2 separate regions of the Capra hircus genome follow, and region 2 is linked to region 1. Evidence: chromatin contacts called from public Hi-C data. All regions are on one chromosome and are shown on one strand. The core of a region is the stretch at or near the end of the contact, and the rest is flanking DNA. Distances in the headings are between cores, read along the strand shown.

Evidence for each region. A called contact is a pair of places that touch in the nucleus more often than the background predicts.
Region 2: a Hi-C map of blood shows a contact between it and region 1, with 1.9 times the contacts expected there. The contact joins the promoter of SETD1A here to the enhancer-like site in region 1. A contact is called at or near these places in 2 of 5 Hi-C or Micro-C datasets (both in blood).

Annotation. Positions count from the first base shown.
Region 1 is chr25:26,849,715-26,852,406 of ARS1.2, forward strand. BCL7C (B-cell CLL/lymphoma 7 protein family member C) reads right to left here. Exons shown (of 6, transcript XM_018040874.1): 6 at 1-1,514. The coding sequence ends at 1,308. Among named protein-coding and RNA genes, the nearest start is that of BCL7C, 31 kb to the right of the region's middle. Within about 2 kb of position 1,312, at least 1 of the 5 cell types and tissues checked has an H3K27ac peak or open chromatin away from gene starts, as enhancers often do.
Region 2 is chr25:26,962,338-26,965,029 of ARS1.2, forward strand. SETD1A (histone-lysine N-methyltransferase SETD1A) reads left to right here and starts at 1,384. Exons shown (of 19, transcript XM_018040024.1): 1 at 1,384-2,692. It overlaps ORAI3 (protein orai-3), which reads left to right. Exons shown (of 2, transcript XM_005697716.3): 2 at 1-528.

The DNA of each region.
Region 1 (2,692 bases), core at 62-2,561:
AGAAATTTGGAAACTTTAGGGCAGAGAAACTGGATGAATGTCCTTAAGCAACTCAATGGGATGAAAAACTGGGGAAAGGCCATCTTCCTTGGCCTCCATGAAGGTTCTATCCAGGAGCTGGTCCAGGGGCAGAGCGTCCCTGGTCACCATCCCTCTGAAGGCAGAGGTCTGAGAAGAGGGCACCTCAGGTAGCCAGGGGCTGAGCTTGAAGCACTGGACTTGGCATAAAATTCCTATGATGTCACAAGTTGCATCTCAATCGCTGGTGCAAATGTTCACTTGCATTCCGGTGAGTATCTGCTCACTTTAGAATAAAAAGTGTTTTATATAATCACCAGGAGAAAAATGGATGCTTCACAAGCACATGTCCCGTCAAACCGGCACCCCTCACTCATGTGCCAGCAGAAGCAGCAGAGCCCTCCGTAGGGCTGTGGGGTCAGGCAGGCAGACCTGGGTCTGAATGCTGGTTCCGCCACATTCTGGCTGTGTGACTTTAAGCTGACGCCTTAACCTCTCTGAGACTTAGTTTCTCCTTCTGTAAAATGTAATGAGAACAGCAATGGCCCAGGGATATGGTGAGGATTGAATGAGATCATTCTCAAAAATCGCAAGGCCTGGCACGGGGTAAGCCCTCAATCAACCGGAGACGTCGACATTTCCTAGGACAGGCCCAGCAGTGCAGCGAGTGAGCCGCTCAAAGGCCCTAGGCCTTCTCCAGGTGGGGATTTTCCGGTCCGCTGGGGCTGTGCCAGAAGCGCTGGGCGCTCCCCGGCCGCCCAGGTCGGTTTCTTCGTACCCACAGGGGCCTGCGGGGAGGCTGGCCCCTCGGGGAGGTCTTGCTGCAGGTCGGTCGTCAGGTGAGGGATGAACCCACCCGCTAGCTTGGCCTCCGGGGAGGCCGGAGGGAGGGAGTGGGGAGGGCATGTGGTGCAGGGTCTCCGCGCGCCGCCTCGGGGCAGAGGGGGCGCGTCCCGGGCTGCCCTTTCCCGGGTGGAGGCCCGGCGCCCCGCCCGCACTCTGGCTGCGATGCGTCCTCAGGCGCTCAACGGGGTCAGATTGTGCCCAGAGCTTTTCCCGCACTTGGGGGGCCGTTGATCCTGCTCTGTGCGGGTGTCGGTGGCGGTGGCGAGCCAGACGGGTGCTGTGACCTTAGGTTCGGGGCAGGCTGGGGTCGCGTGCCCCCGATGATCCCACGGTGGCCGTGGAGCTGGGAAGCTCTCTGCGCCCTCGGGGGGGAGCGGGTGGGTGGCTGGATCTTGGGGCGGCCAAGGGAAGCCTCGGGGCCTCGCCTTGCCTGGGGAGCCGGCTCACCTCCCCTTCCCTTGGGGGATCGTCCGGGGTGCCCTCGGGGCCTTGCTTCCTCCCCCGGGAGCTCTGGGCTCCGGCGGCGGCGGCCCCGCGGAACTGGGCCGGGCGTTTGTCCGGAGGCCTCTCCTGGGAAGAAGCCGCCTGAGAGGCTCTGTTTTCAGGCCTTTCTCGTGAAGGGCTCTCCTGGTCACCCTCACTCCCGAATCCTGCAGGGAGGAAAGAAGAATCTGTTGTGTTTTCTCCGCAGCCCACCCGAGACTAGGAAGACCTTCCCTTGGGAGCCCTAAATCGGGCAACTTGCTGGACAGTCTGTAAACGACCCATTTCTGACAGCGGGCAGAGGGTGAGGCCGGGTCCTGTGGGAACTGTTTATAAAATCGGATAGAACCGGGCAGCTCTACACTTATTTGCAGTGTGATTTTAGGCAAGTTACATAACTTTTTACAAAGCCTCAGTTTGTTCAGCAATCAGGTGGGGATAATAGTATGGGAAGTATCTTGGGAGCCACAGGCCTTCAGGAAGGCAGGGCCTAGAACTCCTTCGTTAAACTGGAAAGATCAATATAAACCTGTAAAGGGCAATTCCCTGTTTGTCCAGTGGTTAGCACTCTGCAATTTCACTGCCAAGGGCCTGGGTTCGAGTCCTGGTCAGGAAAGTAAGATTCTATACATATCTCCAAAAGGGAAAAAAAAAATCTCCATATGAAAAGTTTTTTTTAAAAGCATACAAAACAAAGAGAGAGGAAAGAAGAAGATAGAAAGGGAGGGAAGGAGAGAGGGATGGAGGAAAGGAGGGACTGAAAAGCTCCCTGTACATGGTTGCATGCTTAATCGCTCAGTCATATCTGACTCTTCAGGACCCCATGGACAGGCTCCTCTGTCTATGGGATTTTCCAGGCAAGAATACTGGAATGGATTGCCATTCCCTTCTCCAGGGATCTTCTGGCCCAGGGATGGAACCTGGGTCTCCTATACTGCAGGTGGATTCTTTACTGTCTGAGCCACCAGGGAAGCCCTAGAAGCTCCATAAGAAACAGGAAAATCTTTATGGTGAACAGGTGCTGGGGGCAATGAATGGTCAGCTCAGGTTTGCCTCTTTGGAACAGTGTATCCTGGTCCTATGTCTGACCGGAACTTGTAGCCTTAGCTGATTCTGAGACAGTTGCCTTTTTCTTTTGGATCGAGTAGGATTACCCAAACTCCAAGAAGGTGTAAAAATAATAACTGATAGAATTACTGAAACTCTAGAAAGGTATAAAACTGGAACCTCAAGAAGGTGTCAGAATAAGGATAAGACAAAGTTAAATCCATAGTCTTAGCCCTTTTATAACCCGATTTGATGGTGGACTTTTTAGGCAAGTGCCATGTGGGGGTCCTTCTGGACC
Region 2 (2,692 bases), core at 134-2,633, 110 kb after region 1:
GAGGCGGGGAGACTCTGGTCAGACCTTAGGTGCTCTTAGCCACTTGCCCCCATACAGAATGAGAATGTCAGAAGGATACACGCCCATCCAGTTGCCCCAGAAGGCAACCAATCCTTATTTTACTTTTGTAGAACCTGTTTTATGGTTGGCTTTTTTTTTTTTTTTTTTGAAGCTTTCCCCCATCCTCAGATTTTGATTTCCATGCTCTCGCTTTGGCATTTGGGTAGAGAGGGATTTAGGTGTTTCTCCCCCAAGAATAGGTCCAGCCTTTCCAAGGGAGAGCTTCCCTATTTGGAGGAGGTTCAAATGCCTGCCTCACTGCCCTAGACACACATTCATGCTTCTATAACTGATTCCTACTCTCCTGGTCCAGGGCTGGGGGTGCCGCGTGTCCAGCCTGACTCCCTAGCAAGGATTGGGGTGATAAGGGAGAAGGTCCATTCCATAGCCCTTAGAATACAGAACTATTCTGACACTGAATTTTTGATGCACCTAGTTTTGTATAATAAATTGTGTTTTACACATGTCGCTGTGGCTGTGAATGGAGTAAAGAGGAGGCCTCCTCGGGAACAGGGACTTGTTCTTAAGAGCCAAGTGGAGGCAAGTATCCCTGAGGGCAGGATAGGGGTGGAGCAGAGAAGGTTCCAGGCTTGACTCCCTTCTAGTGCTGACAGGGCCCAGTAGTTTCTGAATGCGGAGACTGAGTTAGGCTAAAGGGTTTTGCAATCTTGTTACTGAGTCCAGGGTCTGTCTCTTCCACTGAGCATGGGAGTGAAAAAGCTGTTTTAAAACTTCACATTCAAAAAACTAAGAGCATGGCATCCAGCCCCATCATTTCATGGCAAACAGAAGGAGGAAAAGTGGAAACAGTGATAGATTTTTATTTCTTTGGGCTCCAAAATCACTGCAGACAGTGACTGCAGCCACGAAATTAAAAGAAACTTGCTCTTTAGAAGGAAAGCTATGACAAACCTAGACAGCATATTAAAAAGTAGAGTCATCATTTTTTCAACAGAGGTCCGTATAGTCAAAGCTATGGTTTTTCCTGTTGCCATGTATGGATGCAAGAGTTGAAGGCTAAGTGCTGAAGAACTGATGCCTTCAAATTGTGGTGCTGAAGATTCCTGAGAATCGCTGAGACTACAAGTAGATCAAATCAGTCAAGCCTAAGGAAATCAACCCTGAATATTTATTTATTGGAAGGACTGATGCTGAAGCTGAAGCTCCAGTTCTTGGCCACCTGATGTGAAGGGCAGTAGAAAAGACCCTGATGCTGGGAAAGATTGAAGGCAAGAGAAGGGGCAGCAGAGTATGAGATGGTTAGATAGCATCACCAACTCAATGGATATAAATTTGAGCAAACTCCAGGAGATAGTGAAGGAGAGGGAAGCATGGCATGCTGGAGTCCATGGAGTTGCAGAGTTGGACAAGACTTAGCAACTGAACAACATTAAGTTTCTTTTAGTGTAAGTTTCTTTCTTGAGTAACTACTACATACTAGGGGCTTCTCATAGGTCATCTTATTTAGCTTATTTAACTGATTTAACAATCACCTCAAGAGACAAGTCTTTATGACTACTATTTCAGAGATAAGGAAGCCTCAACCTAAGAAGGTTGAGGATCTTTCCGAAAGCCACACACCCAGTCAGGGAAAACTTGAACCACCTTTACTATCACAAGGGGAATCTTTCGCTTGAGAAAAGGAGTATCTTTCAACTAGGACCAGAGAAAGAATCTGATTTCATTACCCCTGTTTCCATTGTAAATTTATTTCTTCAGCCTAATTTTCCTTAAATTTGTTAAGGGTCCTAAGCCTCTCCCAGAAGGGTTCTTTTGGTGTTGAGATTTTGGACAAATCGCTTTTCCTGTTCCTTAAAGTGTGAATTTACATGAACCAGGCCTCAGGGGCCTTTCCTGCAGTTTTAATGCCTACAATAGTTCTGCATAACAGTAATTAACATCTATTTTCCGAGGAAGAATCTAAAGCTTTTTGAAGTTAGTGACTTGCCCAAGGTCATACATCAAAAAGTCTGGAACTTAGGGCATCCCCTCAGCTCTGACAGTGCCTGGGAGTGCCATTACCCTGAGACCAAGATACCTGCGTCTAAGCTTACTAAGAAAAAGGGTGCTGAGCATCAGGGCGACCTCAGCCCAAGTCTCAGGTTTAAGCCTGGGCTGGTGCTGCCCTCGAGCGGCGGGACTGCGTAAGGGAGGCGGGGCAGAAGGTTGCACAAAACGGCACAAAACGGTTACTGAAAACGGCGGGCACTGGGACCATGATAATCTGGGAAATCGACCAGCCCACCCTAGTTCACGTACGACCTAATTTATCGTTTTTTACAGGACCGGTTCAAGATCCTTTAGGACCCACCCTTATCGCATAACTTTGATACAGACTAAGATTTAATCACTAATGGCGGGTCAGTACAGGCAAAGTGGGGCACCCTCTGCCGGCCTCAGTGTCCCCCATCTGTCAAATGGGCATCTTAAAAAACTGCCCAAAGAGGATAATGGGAGGAAAACGTTCCTTGCATTACGTGAGGCGCCAAACAGCCTGAGTCACCGTTGTTGGTGGTATTTTTCCATCTCCTGGGCACCCCTCCCAGCCCGCCCGGGTTTCCGAGGGTCCTACAGGAAGCGCCCCGAAGACGCCGGGCTCCGCACGCTGACCACGCCCTCTGTGCGCGGAGCC